Linked DNA regions of Mus musculus: region 1 is linked to region 2. The links are chromatin contacts, called in public promoter capture Hi-C maps. All regions are on one chromosome and are shown on one strand. The core of a region is the stretch at or near the end of the contact, and the rest is flanking DNA. Distances in the headings are between cores, read along the strand shown. Region 1 overlaps Ankfy1 (ankyrin repeat and FYVE domain containing 1). Region 2 overlaps Ube2g1 (ubiquitin-conjugating enzyme E2G 1).

The links. Promoter capture Hi-C pulls out the DNA fragments that hold promoters and counts their contacts.
Region 1: a contact with region 2 is called in a promoter capture Hi-C map of embryonic stem cells, with 2.9 times the contacts expected there. The contact joins two enhancer-like sites. A contact is called at or near these places in 8 of 39 promoter capture datasets (the C10 cell line, the HPC-7 cell line, cranial neural crest and 4 more), 4 of 15 datasets of contacts at CTCF or cohesin (CD8 T cells, the NIH/3T3 cell line, large pre-B cells and 1 more), 23 of 484 Hi-C or Micro-C datasets (B cells, the BV-2 cell line, the CH12 cell line and 16 more) and 3 of 115 datasets of contacts at active chromatin or transcription factors (the HPC-7 cell line and embryonic stem cells).

Annotation. Positions count from the first base shown.
Region 1 is chr11:72,733,645-72,736,344 of GRCm38.p6, forward strand. All of the region lies in intron 7 of Ankfy1 (ankyrin repeat and FYVE domain containing 1), which reads left to right. Among named protein-coding and RNA genes, the nearest start is that of Gm46287, 30 kb to the right of the region's middle. Within about 2 kb of position 1,402, at least 47 of the 459 cell types and tissues checked have an H3K27ac peak or open chromatin away from gene starts, as enhancers often do. A contact at or near this core is called in embryonic stem cells, where this site is marked.
Region 2 is chr11:72,641,673-72,644,372 of GRCm38.p6, forward strand. All of the region lies in intron 1 of Ube2g1 (ubiquitin-conjugating enzyme E2G 1), which reads left to right. Among named protein-coding and RNA genes, the nearest start is that of Gm24143, 27 kb to the left of the region's middle. Within about 2 kb of position 1,304, at least 10 of the 459 cell types and tissues checked have an H3K27ac peak or open chromatin away from gene starts, as enhancers often do. A contact at or near this core is called in embryonic stem cells, where this site is marked.

The DNA.
Region 1 (2,700 bases), core at 152-2,651, 92 kb after region 2:
CTACAAAGTGAGTTCCAGCACAGCCAGGGCTACACAGAGAAACCCTGTCTCAAAAAACCAAACCAAATAAAATAAAATAAAGGACTCTGAAATAAGCCCATATTGGTATATCATTCCAATCTTGAGAACTCTGTCAGAAACATGCATTGGAGGGGCTGGAGAGAGCATGGTGGCTCAGTGCTTGTTGCACTTGCCAACAGCCATGAGAATAGCAATTCATAAGAATAGCAAAATTACAGTTACAAAGTAGTAATGAAATCATTTTATGGTTGGGGATAGCCACACACGAGGAACTGTATTAAAGGGCTGTGACATTAGAAAGGTTGAGCACCACTGTGCTAGAGGAAAGAAGCATAGCTAAAATTCCTCAAGATGCAGGCATGGCGAGGGTTTCCTGAACAGTACTCTAGTAGCAAGGAAATAGCCCGCAAAATCAAAATGAAGAAGCTTTGGGCAACAAAGAGAACAGTCACCAGAGGGAAGAGATAGCAGGAAAGTGCCTTTCAGGTTATGTAGCAGATGGCTGATACTCAGTAGATGTAAAGAACTGCAGAAATTCAACACCTACACATCCAATCAATAAATAATCTAAATTGTCAGGTCTCAAGAAAGGATATGCAAATGGTAAATAAAATGTTAAAAGTGTTCTACAGCCTCACCCAACAGGAAAATACACATTAAAACTGCTTTGGGAGTCCATCTCATTCCGGTTCCGAATGATTGTCTTTAGGAAAATAAATGACAGGGCCAAGAGACAATTAAGCACTTGTTGCCTGACAAGCCTGATGATCCGAGTGTGATTCTCAGGACCCATGGTAGAAGGAAGGACACAACTGACTCCGGAAAACAAATATCAAAAGATATAAATAAATCTTTTAAAAATCCTTACCGGTGCCAGTGAGGACATGGAGAAAGGAATTCTGTTTTCTTTTTTGTTTCAATTTTTTAGACAGAGTCTCACTGTGTAGACCAGTTGGCTGTGAACTCACAGAGGCTTGCCTTTGCCTCCCAAATTCTGTTTATTGTTACTTTTGAGAATGTAAACTTGTATAGCCACTATGAAACAGCAATGTGGAGATTTCTCAAAAACGATAGTTGGTGCCATTCTTGGTGGTATACAGGTGGGAATTTCTATGTTAGGAGCCACAGAGGTATTTGTGTGTTTGTGGTTGCATCATTCATGAGAGTTAGAAGATGGATTTCCATCAGCAGATGACCCTGCTGTGTTATCAGGCACAGTTCTGTCCCTTAGCAGGATGTACTGTTTGAATGCTGGTGATGTGCAGCTGCGGCTTTCTCTCCTTTGTGGGCAAAAGTTTTAGTAAAAATCTGTTTGAACTATGCAGAGGGTTGAGCTTGCTGGCTAATAGAGAGGAAAGTTTTACTCATCACTGAGTAGGGAACCCTTAGAACAAGTCGCTGTGGAGAGCAGATGCGTTTTTCCAAGCACACACAGCACTTAGCTCAGAGTTTGTGTTCATTGGGGAAAGTTTCTACCCCGTAGGGAATTGTTCTTTCCCACTGTTTAGTGTCTCAAGTGTTTACTTTGGAAACAGATTCACTTGTTACTAAAAAAACAATTAAGTTCCTTTCTTCTCTGGGAGCTGAATTCTTATGTTTTATGAAAGAACATCTCTCATGACTTCCTAAATATTTGGGTGATTGCTTAGCTACAGGAATTGCCAAGATAGTGTTGATGAGTGTTCTAGGGTGATTTAATCTTCCATTCTGAATTTGTGAATTGTCTGGAAGTATGTGGATCACAGTGTGAATATAGCAGACTTCAAAAAGAGTGCAGCATGCTGTAGTGTACAGAGCACAGACTTGCTTGAATCCTGGCTTCTATGTTGCTTTGATGACAGTCACTTGTCCATAGTGTCATCTTTTCTTGTGTGTAAATGGAAAGGGATCTTTCTGCTTTAGCAGGCTTTTAGCACAGTGAGACAGGATTGGGGTGTCCCTCATACTATGACTACCTGTTGCTGATAGAGTAAACACAGTGGCCTTCACCTTGCCCGAGCAGTGGAGTGCCAGAATCAGACCCCATAGGGAATTGTCTTTTCTTTGAGGTCCCACTGAAACACTGGCTATCTAGAGCCTGGCCCCAGACCTGCAGTGCTCCTGCCTCTGCCTCCTGTGTTCTGGGTTTTAGATGTGTGCTAACATATCCTTCTGAGGAATTACTTGACAGTGCCTTCTTCGGCTTGATGTTACTTGGTTAACTTTACCCAAATGATTGAGTGCTACCTTTAAGCTTGCCTATTGACCTTGCTTCTAATTCTTTAATGAGTGGTAGAGGTTCATTAAAATATGAATGAGGTCTACTTCAAGATGCACAGTAGTGGGCATTCCACTGAGCCAGAGCACTCGTCTGTCACAAGAATTTGGTGTTGTTAGGGTCTGTGAGGCCATAGGAGACCCACATAAGGCAGTGTTACCATCTCCTTTGATTAATCTGACCTAAGCAAGGTGATGAGTCCTTTCATAACAATTCTAGTTTTTTCACTACTAAAAAAATTGTAGTAACCCACATAGACCAATAGATTTCCTAAATGGGCTTCTCCTGACCAATTATTTGTAGTAAATTTTAAAACAAGGAGTATTAAATATGGTTTGCCCTAATTAAAACTGTCATAAAACTGAAAGAAGCATTGCATGTGTATTTAAAAACTGCTTAGCATTGGTTAGGAATGTTTTTAT
Region 2 (2,700 bases), core at 54-2,553:
TCTGGCTAGATTTTGATCACTAGAAAAAGTGACTCTGTCTTTTGGCTCTCAATGTTGTTTCATTTTTAATTTAATGAGTTCTAAAAGTGTTTATATCTGCCTGATACACTTTTGTCTAACCTTTTACTTTTAACTTCTCAAAGTCACCTTTTTAGGTTTGTCTCATGTAGACTCCGTATATAGTTGGATCAAGGTTAGTTATTTTTGGACCCAGTTTAAGATGCTTTTACTTGTTCACATAATGTGAATTTGGTTTTACTTCTGTAATAATATTAGTCGTTTTTTGTTGTTGTTGCCTGTGTTTCTGCTTGATTTTCATCATCTTTTTGTTTTGTTTTGTTTTGTTTTGTTTTTTGAGACAGGGTTTCTCTGTATAGTCTTGGCTGTCCTGGAACTCACTCTGTAGACCAGGCTGGCCTCGAACTCAGAAATCCGCCTGTCTCTGCCTCCCAAGTGCTGGGATTAAAGGTGTGCGCTACCACCGCCCGACTTCATCATCTTTTTTTTTTTTTTTTTACAATAGATTTTTTTTATACTAGTTTAACTCTTTTTTTTTTTTTTTTTTAAGATTTATTTATTTATTATATGTAAGTTCACTGTAGCTGTCTTCAGACACTCCAGAAGAGGGCATCAGATCTTGTTACAGATGGTTGCGAGCCACCATGTGGTTGCTGGGATTTGAACTCCGGACCTTCGGAAGAGCAGTCGGGTGCTCTTACCCACTGAGCCATCTCACCAGCCCCTCATCATCTTTTAAAATTACTTTTTAATTTGCTCTCATCATTCTTCTCATCTTACAAAAATACTTTATTTCATTTTGTTTAGGATACCATCAATTTAAAATGTTTTATTATCTTGTAATAAAGCCAACATGTAATAAACTGCTAACATGGATAAATGTTGTCAAACCATGACATCATCAGTTGTAATATGGATGCTGATTTCAGATAAGCTAAATTGTGAAATTGAGTGCATTTTAGAACTTTTGAACATTAACGAACCTTTGTAGTTTGTAGTTGACCTGTGGTTGTTACTGTAAAGCTAAAGCCTTAATACACTTTAGTCTATTTATCAAGTATCTGTTCTGAGAACAGCTGCTTTTGAAGGCAATAGTTTCAGCATTCTTTTTTTTTTTTTTTTTTGGTTTTTTTGAGACAGGGTTTTTCTCTGTAGCCTTGGCTGTCCTGGAACTCACTCTGTAGACCAGGCTGGCCTCAGAAATCCCCCTGCCTTTGCCTCCCCAGTGCTGGGATTAAAGGGCGTGCACCACCACGTCCGGCTTAGTCTCAGCATTCTTATGTTTAAAAACACTATTCATGGCTTTCAAAGTGAAAGGATGCTTTGTCTGGTTACAGAATTTCGAGCTACATTCCCTTTCCTTTAAAACCCAGCAGCCTGTTCCCCTATCTTTTGGTGTATAGGGTTGCTAGAGAGAAGTCTGGGGCCAGCCTGACTTTTTTCCCTGTGTAGGTGACCTACTTCTGCCTGAGTATTGGCAGATTTCTTTCTTTATCCTTGAAGTTCAGTAACTTCATCAGAATGTATCTCGCTCTTGGTGTGATTCTCTATTACATTTTCCTGTTAATGGTAAGCCATCTCAATCTGTGGGCTCAGGAAAGTTTCTTAGATATCTTTTAATATGCTTTAATTTTGGGATTTCTTTCTTAAGCATTAGTTATATAATTGCTCATCTACATTTCTGGTTCTATTTCATTATTTACTAAATGCTTCCTTTGTTATGTTCTGATGTATGTTATTTTCTTGATAATCTTTCCTAAGTTTATTCTCTTCAGCATCAGGTCTGCTATTTTAATGTGGGGTTGTTTTGTTTGTTTCATTTTGCCAGTGGCTTCACTACTTCATTCAGTTTTATTATGTATGTCTGTGAGCAGACTTTTCAATTTACCTTCTATCTACAAATGCTTTTACTACTTGTAATGGCAAAAGGTGAAACTGTTTTGTTTTTGAGAAGATGGGTTCAAAACAGTTGCAGAGTAGCCATGTCAAAATCTGTTGTTCTCTGGAACACAAAGACAAATGATTTTGATCAAGTCTTTGTGTCAGATACTGTGTTTTGTTAATGACTTGAGATTTGGTAAACCCTTAATTATAATTCTTTCTGAAGATGTATAAACCGCTTGCACATAGTAGAATTCTGATTGTTATGTATGTTTCTGTGTATCAAGAAAGGATGGTTAATTACTTTTTACTTATGATGATTAATTACTTTTTATTTATGATTAATTTCTTTTTTACTTATAGTCATTGAAAGTCATTAAAGGTTATTTTTTATATCATAAATTACCATGCAGAGCAGATGAAATTCTTTGAAGTTATGACTGATGTATTCTCTGTCATTCATGTGTACCACAATGAAAAATTCTTTTGTAAGAATTTCTCCAGAGTACCAATTTCTTCTTTGTGTTTATTGGAGGGGGTGAGGGAGACTGAAGATGGTAGACAATGTGCTCCTGATCTTTATTCAGACTTGAATGCATTGGGTCTGTGACTAGTTGTTGTTAATGTGTGAGATTATTACTCTGACTTGGAATAAAAAAGGCCATTTCACTTGTTAGTGGAGCAGGTCCTCCCAGAACAGGTTTGTGTTAATTTTCTCTGTTTCTGTCTTCTTCCCTCTGAGGTGCAGATATACTTCTCAGAATTTCTTAAGGATTCTAAACTTTTTTACTTAGTTATCAA